Linked DNA regions of Drosophila melanogaster: region 1 is linked to region 2. Evidence: chromatin contacts called from public targeted proximity ligation data. All regions are on one chromosome and are shown on one strand. The core of a region is the stretch at or near the end of the contact, and the rest is flanking DNA. Distances in the headings are between cores, read along the strand shown.

Region 1 (4,797 bases), core at 1,550-4,049, 150 kb before region 2:
AAATTCTGAATGGAACTTACTCAGTTGACAATCAACATAAAGGAGCCATTTGGAGCATTTTATGTGACATATTAAAGGAGTATGAAACTGTTCTGGACGGATGGCTGTTCTGCAGTAAATGCCGGAAAGTGCTCAAATTCGTACAAAAGCACACTTCCAATTTATCCCGCCATAAATGTTGTCTGGCATTAAGACGACCAATGACCAACGTCAAGAAGGAAGCTATTGAAAAGTGCACCCAATGGGTTCTCCAAGATTGTCGGCCGTTTTCTGCAGTAACTGGAGCCGGATTTTAAAATTTGGTAAAGTTTTTCCTAGAAATCGGCGTAGTCTATGGGGACCAGGTAGAAGTCGATGACCTACTACCTGATCCAACAACATTAAGTTGGAATGCCCAATCGGGTGCAGAAGAATAGAGGAGTCTAATCTCTCGCAGTCTAAACTCGCAATAGACATTCCTTTTTTATATATTATATTATTATTTCTTAATATTTGCTTCCTGTTTGCCTTTTTCTTTATTAATGTAAAATTTTTAAAAAATTTTATTTTTTAAAATAATAAAAAAAACAAGAAAAAAACAATAAAGTAATTGGGTATAAATATGATTTACTTATATATAAGATTGTTATTTGCTAAGACATTAGATGCAAAAAATAGAAAAAAATGAAGTTCATTTTTAATGCGTTTTAAAATATTTTATATATACTTTTTAAACACACTTTGTTATTATTATTTATATTAAGATTAAAAAAACGTAACAAATCAACAAATGCCGTCTTTAATTTCAAATACTTTTTGTGTTCGAAAGCTGTGGCACGACCTATTTCTTGGGTGTCCCCTTTCACCCTTTATTTCTTAACGCGTCTCGCTTCCACCCATACAAATTTTATGCATACAGAAAATGACCTGCGGCCGATCGTTGCTTGTGTGTCGCTCACCCAAAGGGTTATTGCGCAGCTGGCACCCGGTTTTTTTTTTGCTCATACGGATGGCAAAAAACTCGTGTGTTTTTTATTGCCGCAAGTAAAGTGCCAAAAAATACTCGGGTGCCTAGACATCCAGTGTCTAGCAGGTGCACTTAGAGTGCAAGTGGCTTGACGTTCTACAGTTCTCTGGTCCATAAGTATCAACTACGCGTGCTAAGAGCCAACCGTCTGGTGGCTGATTGGAATCCTTGATCCTGGTACTGGTTGTCTGCAGATATATTGGTTTTCTTATTATTCCACTTATGACGTTGATGTAATGTTGATAAATACTCTTTGTGCCATCTTTGGCAAAATCCTTTGTACATGGATTGTTAAGGCTGCCAATAATAGCTTAAACTATTAATTGAAAAATGAACTTAGATCGATTATAAAATGGGCTGGAGAATACAGGTATGTTATCTCAGCGTCTGGGATTTAACATAACAGTCGAGAATTAACCACTGCGCGCCTATCTGAGCCAGAAGAGTGTTCATCTGTTAAAAGGTTAAGGTAGTCTTTCCTATGGGAAGGTGCTGAGACTGCAAAAGATGATCCCTTTCATTTACAACGCGTATTGCCCCCAAAAAATGTGTGCCATTGTCGGTGAAGATTTGACAGCATTTTCGTCGAAGTGCCATAAAACGACGAAGACATACTAGAAAAGGGTCTGTGTTGAGATCCGAGACCAATTCCAGATGTACGGCTAATGTGACAAGGCAGACAAACAGGCTTAAGTACAGATGTGTTCATAAAAATATCAGTGCTTGGGACCTGCGAGTTTAAGATAAAAAATCCTATGATTTACAGTTTTAGTGGGCAATTTTTTTTATAATATCATTAGGTATTTAATGCCAAACAATTCAAGAAATGTTTATTTAATGTGTTTAAATGTTTATTTATTCAATAGTATCAAAAGTATAGATTAAAAAAACAAAATAGGCAAATTCTGGTGTTCACTGGAATAGCAGTGCTATGAAAAAGTATTAAGAAATTTAATTTGACTTAGAACGGACTTAGTTTTTCTTTTTATTGTGTTAATTAGGGTCTAATACTTGGTCGGATAGCGTTTGTTAGCCAACGCATCATTACACCTACGCTGCATGATGAAGACGTAAGGTACGATGCAAACTAGTGTTGACCGGGACGAGATACGCTAAAACGGAAATTCCAGTTAAGTATCCGATGCTTCTTGCAGTGTGACCAAAGACAAAGTTTATATCTCCTCTTGTCCATTATTTTTTAATAGGGAAGCAACCCGAATTGAGGATTTCAACTTTAACTCAAGCCTTTCCGGATCTCCCAGCCACGTTTGAAACGTTATCCCTAGCCGCTGTATGTAAAATTCTGCAGTACGAACCAATGGTTTACAAGGTAACATCATGAAATACAAGGGCCTTCATCAGCCATATCTAAAAATTAACAACCCATAAGCTGGTAATTAATATATATGTATATTGATACCTTTCTCAAGTTAAGAAATATTTGACTAAATATTATCCACGAACTGATGTTCATTAGCAACAAGTTAAGTGAGCTAAATATTTTCGAAGTACTCTAAAAAGGGGAAATTTCCCACTATCGCAAAGTTTTCCCCTTCGAAAGGAGTTAGTTTCTCTTGGGACTTTTAGCTCCCACGCAGGCAAATGCCATGCGCCCGCTCCCTAAAATTTTTGCAGCTCTCTCGATTAGTTCGTCGCATGCCCGTTTGGCGCTGCAGCTGCCACTGCTTTTGAATCGGCTACGCCCGAGCGAAGTTGGCCGAGAGGCCTGGGCCTCTTTTGGCTGGTTGAAATACCGAATTTCCATGTCAGTTCACGTTCGATATTTGTGTTGTTTGGTAGCGGTAATCGGGCGACCGTCCAAGCGCTTTAAAAACGAATCGAGCGCGTCGCGCTTTTCCCAAAATTCGAACGAATCAAAAATACCACCCAGCAAGTGTGTGTGAGTGTGCGATTTGGCTAAGATGTGTGGCTGTGTGCGTATTGAAGTTGTTGCATTGACAAGGCGCGACCAAAAACAACGCCCAGAAAAGTAGGCAACGGATATATCAACTTCTTCTGACCTACTCAAGAAAATAAAACGAAGATAAAAGGCAGCAGCCAGAAGCCAGTAGCGCCGGAATTCGCGAAGAGCCAAGCGAAAATTTAAGTTATTGTGCCAGTGTGTGTGGCTGTGCCCAAGCGTGCGTGTGTGTGAGGCGCCAACTTGCCCCGGCAGAAAAATAGAAATAAATAGTCAGCCAAATGGCAGCCCAAAGGCACAAAAAGTGAAAAGCATATACCAAAGAAAGAAATATTAAAGAAAATTAAATTCTCCAGCTGAGCCAAAGGCCCTACTGCGAAGTTCCAGTGAAGTGTGACGAGAAAGAAAAGCCATTCCCGAGAAAGAACGTACATTTTGCAAATCAAAGCAACGCACTAGGATCCGGTCTGGACTATTAAACGGTAATTGAGTCATAAATCAAGCCATAATTAAACGAAACTCACTGCTGTCTTTGGTCACTTCGCCACGCGAGATTAAACTTGAAATGGGCTTTCGGAGGCGATGAAGAAAGTGGTTGATGTCGAAAAAAAAAAAAAAAAACGTATATCAAACTTCAGACCAATCTAATCCATCATACGATGCTCCTCGAATAAAAAATCGAGGAATCACATGAACCATGAGGGCTTCTTTCACTGATTGATTAGTTGTCGACTTGCGGGCACGCATAAGTCAAGTGTTTTGGCCACGAATATTCTGCCCGATTGGGGCCTTTCTTTATTCGATTGCCCTTGTTCCCTGTCATACGAACAGACAATCGACCCCACACCCTCGAGTTGAGCATTTGACATGAGCAGCGCAATTAGTCCATAAATCGGATTCCGATCCGCGACCTGGCAATGAACTCTGTCAGTCATTAGAGTTCAATTGTTTGCTGCTTGTCGCTTTGTGTATTTGCATTTCAGGCAGCCTCTTTTTGCACTCGGATTTCGAACATGATATTCCGTTGCTGTGAATGCAATTGCTCATTCATAATCCATTTACCCTTGCACTCAGCAGGTTTTGTGAAACTACAGCAAATAGAAATACCTGTGATACTTAGAAATCTGAGCTATTTGCACATCTGTTTTCTATTTGAAGTTTTCATTATTTTAAATAGGATGGCAAATAGAGACCAATAAGGTTACGGAGTTTAATTCAATGTACCTTGTACATCATAAGTAATTTTGTTTAATATTTGCTATTATTGCATAACAATTGATTTCCTAGAATTTATATATTTTGAGGAACACTTGTTAAAAATCCATTTTCCACATAAACATAGCGCATTTTTACTTGCTTTATTTACAGTGGAATGAAATGAAAGTGTTGATGAAAATTAATTGATAACAATAGAAAGTAAAGCACATATTTTTATGTTACTAAAAAAGTACAGTTTTACTTTTAGCCGCTTACTTAATTAAAGTTTTTCCAAACAAAAACGTATTAGAATAGTTTATTAATTTTTTCAATGAACGGTAATATTGCATTTGCCATGCTGGTAACTATTTCAAAGAATTTAATTATTTTATATATTAAGTTTATTGAACGAAATTTATATTGAATAATTTTTTAATCAAAAACAATAAATAAAATTGCATAGAATCCACGAAAGCAATGCCATAAATGTGAATTGAATATTGAAAAGTATGCACCCTGTATAGTTAAATTTTAATTTGCTGCAGCATTTTTCAGCTGTGTAGTTATTTTTCACCCCAATTTCGTTAGGTTTGCCGACCAAAAATGAATATCATGGTGAATTTCCCAAAAGGAAATTAACTTTTCTCGGCGCGTGTTCAGCCAGCCCCCGCTC
Region 2 (5,497 bases), core at 1,369-3,868:
TCTTAAGATTGGAGTTCGGAAATATTATTGTTTTTTAGTTACACTTATATACCGACATAACCAAGATGACTTATAAAAGCAGGTGTTCTATGATTGAGTGTATAAGTCTTAAATGTTTCTATGAATCAAAAAAAGAGTGCCCAAGTTTTTTAGATAGGACTGACAAAGATATTCCATATTGCATTAAAGACAGACTGCATTTTTGGTCTGTTCTAAATCAGGCAGCGTAGATTTACATAGGCATACCCTGAATAGATAGCGCATATTTTAAATTTATGCAATATCTTATGGTAATGCCAATGTGTTCATTTATTGTAGAATAACTTTTAAAAAAAATATTGAATATATTGCAGATGGTTTCCCACGAGTACTTCTGGTTCCCAATATACCGCACAGTATTGTCCCGCCTGCAGTACGCTCGCAGTGCGCCGACGTATTTGTACCGCTTCGACTTCGACTCCAAGCACTTCAACCACCTGCGCATCCTGAGTTGCGGCAAAAAGGTGAGGGGCACGTGCCACGGCGACGATCTGTCCTACTTGTTCTACAACTCGCTGGCGAGGAAGCTCAAGAACCACACGCGGGAGTACAAGTGCATCGAGCGGCTGGTGGGACTGTGGACGCACTTTGCGGCATGTGGAAACCCCAACTTCGATCCGGAACAGGAGGACCTGTGGCAGCCCGTCGATCCTGCGGCCGTCGAGAAACACCAGCTGAAGTGCCTTAACATATCCGACGAGCTGAAGGTGATCGACGTGCCCGACCTCAAGAAGTTGATGGTCTGGGAGAGTTTCTTTCGACGCGATGAGCTGTTGTAGGGATCTGCAGGAATCCATTTAGGCTAGACATGCAGCTTTAATAGTACAAGGGTGGGGGTCACATTTGGAGACAAGATAACTTGAGCTTTGAATGCAATCTGATCATTACTTGGAGTGAAATTTACAAAATTCAACATAATTTTTGTCTCTGTCATCAAAAGGTCTTTATTCCTGATGGAGAGAACCACCGCTTTATGTGAACATTTTGAAGAACTTGCCCTCAGATTGCCCAACAGACTTATTTTTGGCAAGAATGATAAGTGAACCCACCCTAACCTTTTACGATTGGAAAAGCTTTACGTTGAAGCCTATGTTTGAAACAATGCAAAGCGTAGCTTTAGACATAAAATATGAGAGTTTATTGTTAAGTTTGTCAACGAGAAGAAGAGTTCTAGGTGTGTTAAAGTTCATCCGTTTCTTACTATATCTTATCGGATCGAATCTGTAGTCTAAGCAGGCTGTTCGTATATAGTCATGATGCCGCACGACCTATGAGTGTGAAACAAGTCGCAACTGAAGTACCTTCTATGAGAAACTACCAAAACCCACTAAACCAAACTCGACAAACAAGACAGCCAAGGAATCTGAGCTAAGATCTTATATTTAACGTTCCTTTAAGTCTCGCTGATATCTTTAAAAGCCAACTAATATCAAACGTATTTTATACAACTCATTTTATTCGAGATCGTTTTAAGTACTCAGCACAAACTTGAGTTAGAAGATCCAGTATATTTTCTTCCAGTATCACGAACGCACACATTTACAAGAAGGGAATTTCCATTTGAGTTTTTGAGATGTATATTTAACTGAAACTACTAGTTAACCGTAACCAATTTATTTATATTCTTAGCCTAAGTCTTTTTAGATATATATCTTTTGTATGCATAGGTTGTTTTTGGTAAAATGTTATATTTGAACAAACGATAAACCTGTCCAAGTTTTACATCATTTTTAGAATATAAAATAATGAAAACAAAAACAAATTTTTTGGAATCGTTTATGAATGTCCACAAGAAGATGACGATTTAAGGCAAATAAATAAAGCTACAATAGTTTGCCTAAGAATTCTCTGTGTATCCGAATTTGTTGGAAATACAAATATATTGTCGAAAAGCTTCAAAGTCATGTGATGCAAAACACGATGAAATTTAAAAATGTATTTTATGAAAAAAAAATAAACTTTGTGTTTTGAAACAAAGAAATAATAGATTTAACAAGTGCTTTGAAATAGTTCTCACACAACCGAAATGAGAAGGTATTGGGTATCTCTACTAAGGCATTTTAGCCTCATTCCGAACAAAAGTGTACCGAAAGTCTTCACCAATGGGGATTTCATTCAGCAGTAAGTACGATAGTTTACTCCTCTAATGAAAAACGCAAACTCAACACATGTGGTTGCATATTCATTACCACTCACATAAAACTCAATCGAATTTTTGTCTGGGCCCCATGTGAGTTATCAGACCTACTAAATAGCCACAAATTATCGCAAATGCGTTGATGCGAAAATGTTATACTTAATACAAATCGCGAGATGAAATACAGCGTGACTAATTCCTTGCTAATTGGAACCTTTATGTTTTGCATTTGTTCGTTACGGTGATTAGCTCTAATAATTGTATAATAATGTCCAAAGTGAATGTCAAGGTATTGTAATCAAAGTTTGTTTGATCTGTTATACTTAATGCCCGGCGGTTGGGCAAATATCTGTGAATCAGCTGTCGAGTGCTAATAGTTAGTGCAATCCAACTGAGTTCACCAGCTTGCTATTTCTATATCTGATCATGCATCTGTGCATCAGTAAGATTTGGGACACTCAGCTGGACAAGTCGAAATGGATGCACTTCTGAAAATTGTCTTGTTGATCAGGTAAGATTATTTCTCGATTAGTAGGATCATAGTTAAGTTAAGCACTTTGTTTTCAGCTTGTATTTCATTGCAATAAGCCTGCACTTGGGATTGTGTGACGATGTTCCTTCCGCCGAGGCAGACACAGTGGTAACTGAAAGTGAAGAGCACTACACCGCATCCGATGACTTCGACTATTAGGTGTTACGAACAAATCCCCATTAAGTTCAATCATGAGTAAATAAATGAACAATCTTTCAGCATCGAGACAGCTTTTTAAGTGACCAGTTTCAGCGGTAGAAAAACTACATCTATGGCACACACTTAGGGCCTTACTGGGACATTTAAAATATGTCTTATCTATGTGAAATTTATTTCCAAAGTATTTGCAAGTCAAGTACTTATCTATTTTCATACCATAAGTTCAGTGTCACTCCATAATATGCTGATATAAAAAGATACATATATGAAATTAAGTTACTCCTCTCTTGTTTGTTTAGCTACTTTATTCGTTATAAAAAAGGGAACCGTAGGTAATTTCCAAAAAGAAAACAAACAAATTGTATATGTAGGTTTTAATATAATCACTAGACGAAAGTTCATACAAATGTATATTTATTTTCCTAGCGAAATGTGTATATGTGTTTTTTAAGTGTATGTCTAAGGGGCTTTCCTATTTTTAGGAAGGCTTAAAATTGCTCAAAAAATAGTTAAGAAAAGTAAATTAAGTTAGTGCCCAAGGTTATCTTGAGGCGTTGGTTGTCATAGGTTTAATATTGATTTGTAAAGCTTGATCACACTTTTGGGTATCACAACACTCAGCTTTGCAGCGCGCATTAAAAGCTTGTGAAAAAACTTTTTTTTCGATAACAACGATAATGCGAAATAGTTTGGAAGCTCAACTAATTGATACCCAGGGCCATATATTAAAACTCTGAACTTTTTGATGTATCAATATCTTGTATTAGAATCTTACATAATAATATAAGATCATCAATGTAGATGACAGTCCACGTAGTGACAACAACTTGAGTGTGCGAAGTCAATGATCACTATCCGAAAAAAAGCTAAAATTTAAAGAAAAGAGAACATAGTCTAGTCGCTACTGATAATGGATTACATTACTTAATGTACATAAGTGCAAGGTAGATTAAGTTTAGAAAATTGAAAGTGACCGCTTTCGAGAGTGCCATCTATGTCACAAAGCGGCATAAGATCTTAATTTATAAAAATTTACAATGCAAAGAAGAAGACTCCAGTTTGATCTAACCTACCCTACGCTTAAGATAAAAGTGTAGATTCCTATTAAAAATATTATAAACTCCCATATAATCCCTGATACATGGGCCTTTATGAATTAAGATGACTGTGTTACGCTACGACCCCCTTGTATACAAACACATACATACATATCATAACAGTAAGAAAACTCGGAAAGTAAACGGTGAAACCGGTAATGTAGAGGGCAGATAGTTGCTAACCGAACAGCTGATTCATGTGAGAATCGCTTCCGCTGTGCAAAAGCACTGAGAGAAAGAGAGAGAGAGTTTGGAGAGTGGCAATAACGCCACCGCTCCAAAGCTTCAAATATTAGTATAAACAAGATCCCGAGACACCGGTCAGTTGGTGCCACACGCTCTTGGAGAGCGCTCTGTTTGTTCCGTTCAGCGATTAGCGATAGTTTTGTTCGAGCCGGTTGTGTTAACTTGGCTAGCTTCGGGTTTATTGTGACACTTTCCCCAAATCGATCGTTTGCGAAGCGTGCATAGCGGAACATACATACATAGATAACCAGCGTGTCTGGGTGTTCATGAAAAAGAGTGCGTGATATGGGATTCGATATGGCAACACGCTTTATGGATATACTAAAGCTGACCTTTAAGTGAGTTTTCCCAGTCAGTGTCCGCTTCTTGCTCTTGCGGAGCGTTAAACGGTTTTCTGTGTTTTGAGGTCTCGCGTCTTGGTTTTGCAACAGCTTCTGCCCAGCATGCATACAAATGCATACGTGTGCACTGGGAAAATAGTGTTGCAGAAGTGCTTGATTTATAAATATTACAAAAAATGTGATGAAACACTTTTTATTTTCTTCAAAAAATCAAGAATAAATTAACACTATCCTGCTCTAAAAAAACATGGAGATTAATTCAATTTTAATTAAAAAATAATTTGTTTTACAATTTATGATTTATGAATTTATGCACTCCTTGAAACTATTGAAGACTCAACAGTGATTACCATTTAATATCGTTTTGGATAAAAACTCCATAGATACCGGGTTTAAATATTTTTTATTTGATTACCCAATGAAATGTTTGCATTTTGTAACTTTTTCTCAGTGTAATGTGTGCACACATCAATTTATGTCTTGCGTTGGTGAAATTGTTGCGCAAACTTTGCTGCGTGTCGGTTTTTGTTATGTATATATGTTGCTTGTTTTCGGTTGTTTTGCATGAACTTAATAATGCTGCCTTTTCCCTGGCTCATTTCTGTCTGTTTTGTTTCTTCGACTTTGGTATCTTTCCCTGGGTTTTTCACCCATGAATCAGCGATACTTCCACAGTTGCGGCATTCGTTGGTTGTTAATGTTATTTGAATTGTGTTTGCTATTTTTTGCACGTTTTCGCAGGTTTATTAGCAGTTTTGCGGGTAGTTAGTATTTTTAACATAAATTATTGCATAGCCACACACAATTGTGTTAATTGCGTGTTTCTATATTTATTTACTGCCATATATTTGCTTTCAATTGAGGAAATGGGTGAAGTAGGTTAGGTCAGTTAGCAGTGAATCAGGCCTATGGATAAATTCATCACCAACATCATATTATTAAACAT

What was found.
Region 1: a targeted proximity ligation map of the Kc167 cell line shows a contact between it and region 2, with 2.3 times the contacts expected there. A contact is called at or near these places in 2 of 107 Hi-C or Micro-C datasets (the OSC cell line and brain) and 1 of 7 datasets of targeted methods (the Kc167 cell line).

What each region holds. Positions count from the first base shown.
Region 1 is chr3R:7,637,436-7,642,232 of dm6, reverse strand. Nlg3 (Neuroligin 3) reads left to right here and starts at 2,799. Exons shown (of 13, transcript NM_169190.2): 1 at 2,799-3,409.
Region 2 is chr3R:7,490,392-7,495,888 of dm6, reverse strand. It overlaps CG42656, which reads left to right and starts at 2,618. Exons shown (of 2, transcript NM_001202263.1): 1 at 2,618-2,687; 2 at 2,744-2,928. The coding sequence starts at 2,653. The coding sequence ends at 2,867. It overlaps alpha-Est10 (alpha-Esterase-10), which reads left to right and starts at 2,044. Exons shown (of 4, transcript NM_001260033.2): 1 at 2,044-2,160. The coding sequence starts at 2,066. It overlaps alpha-Est9 (alpha-Esterase-9), which reads left to right. Exons shown (of 4, transcript NM_169187.3): 4 at 354-1,968. The coding sequence ends at 818.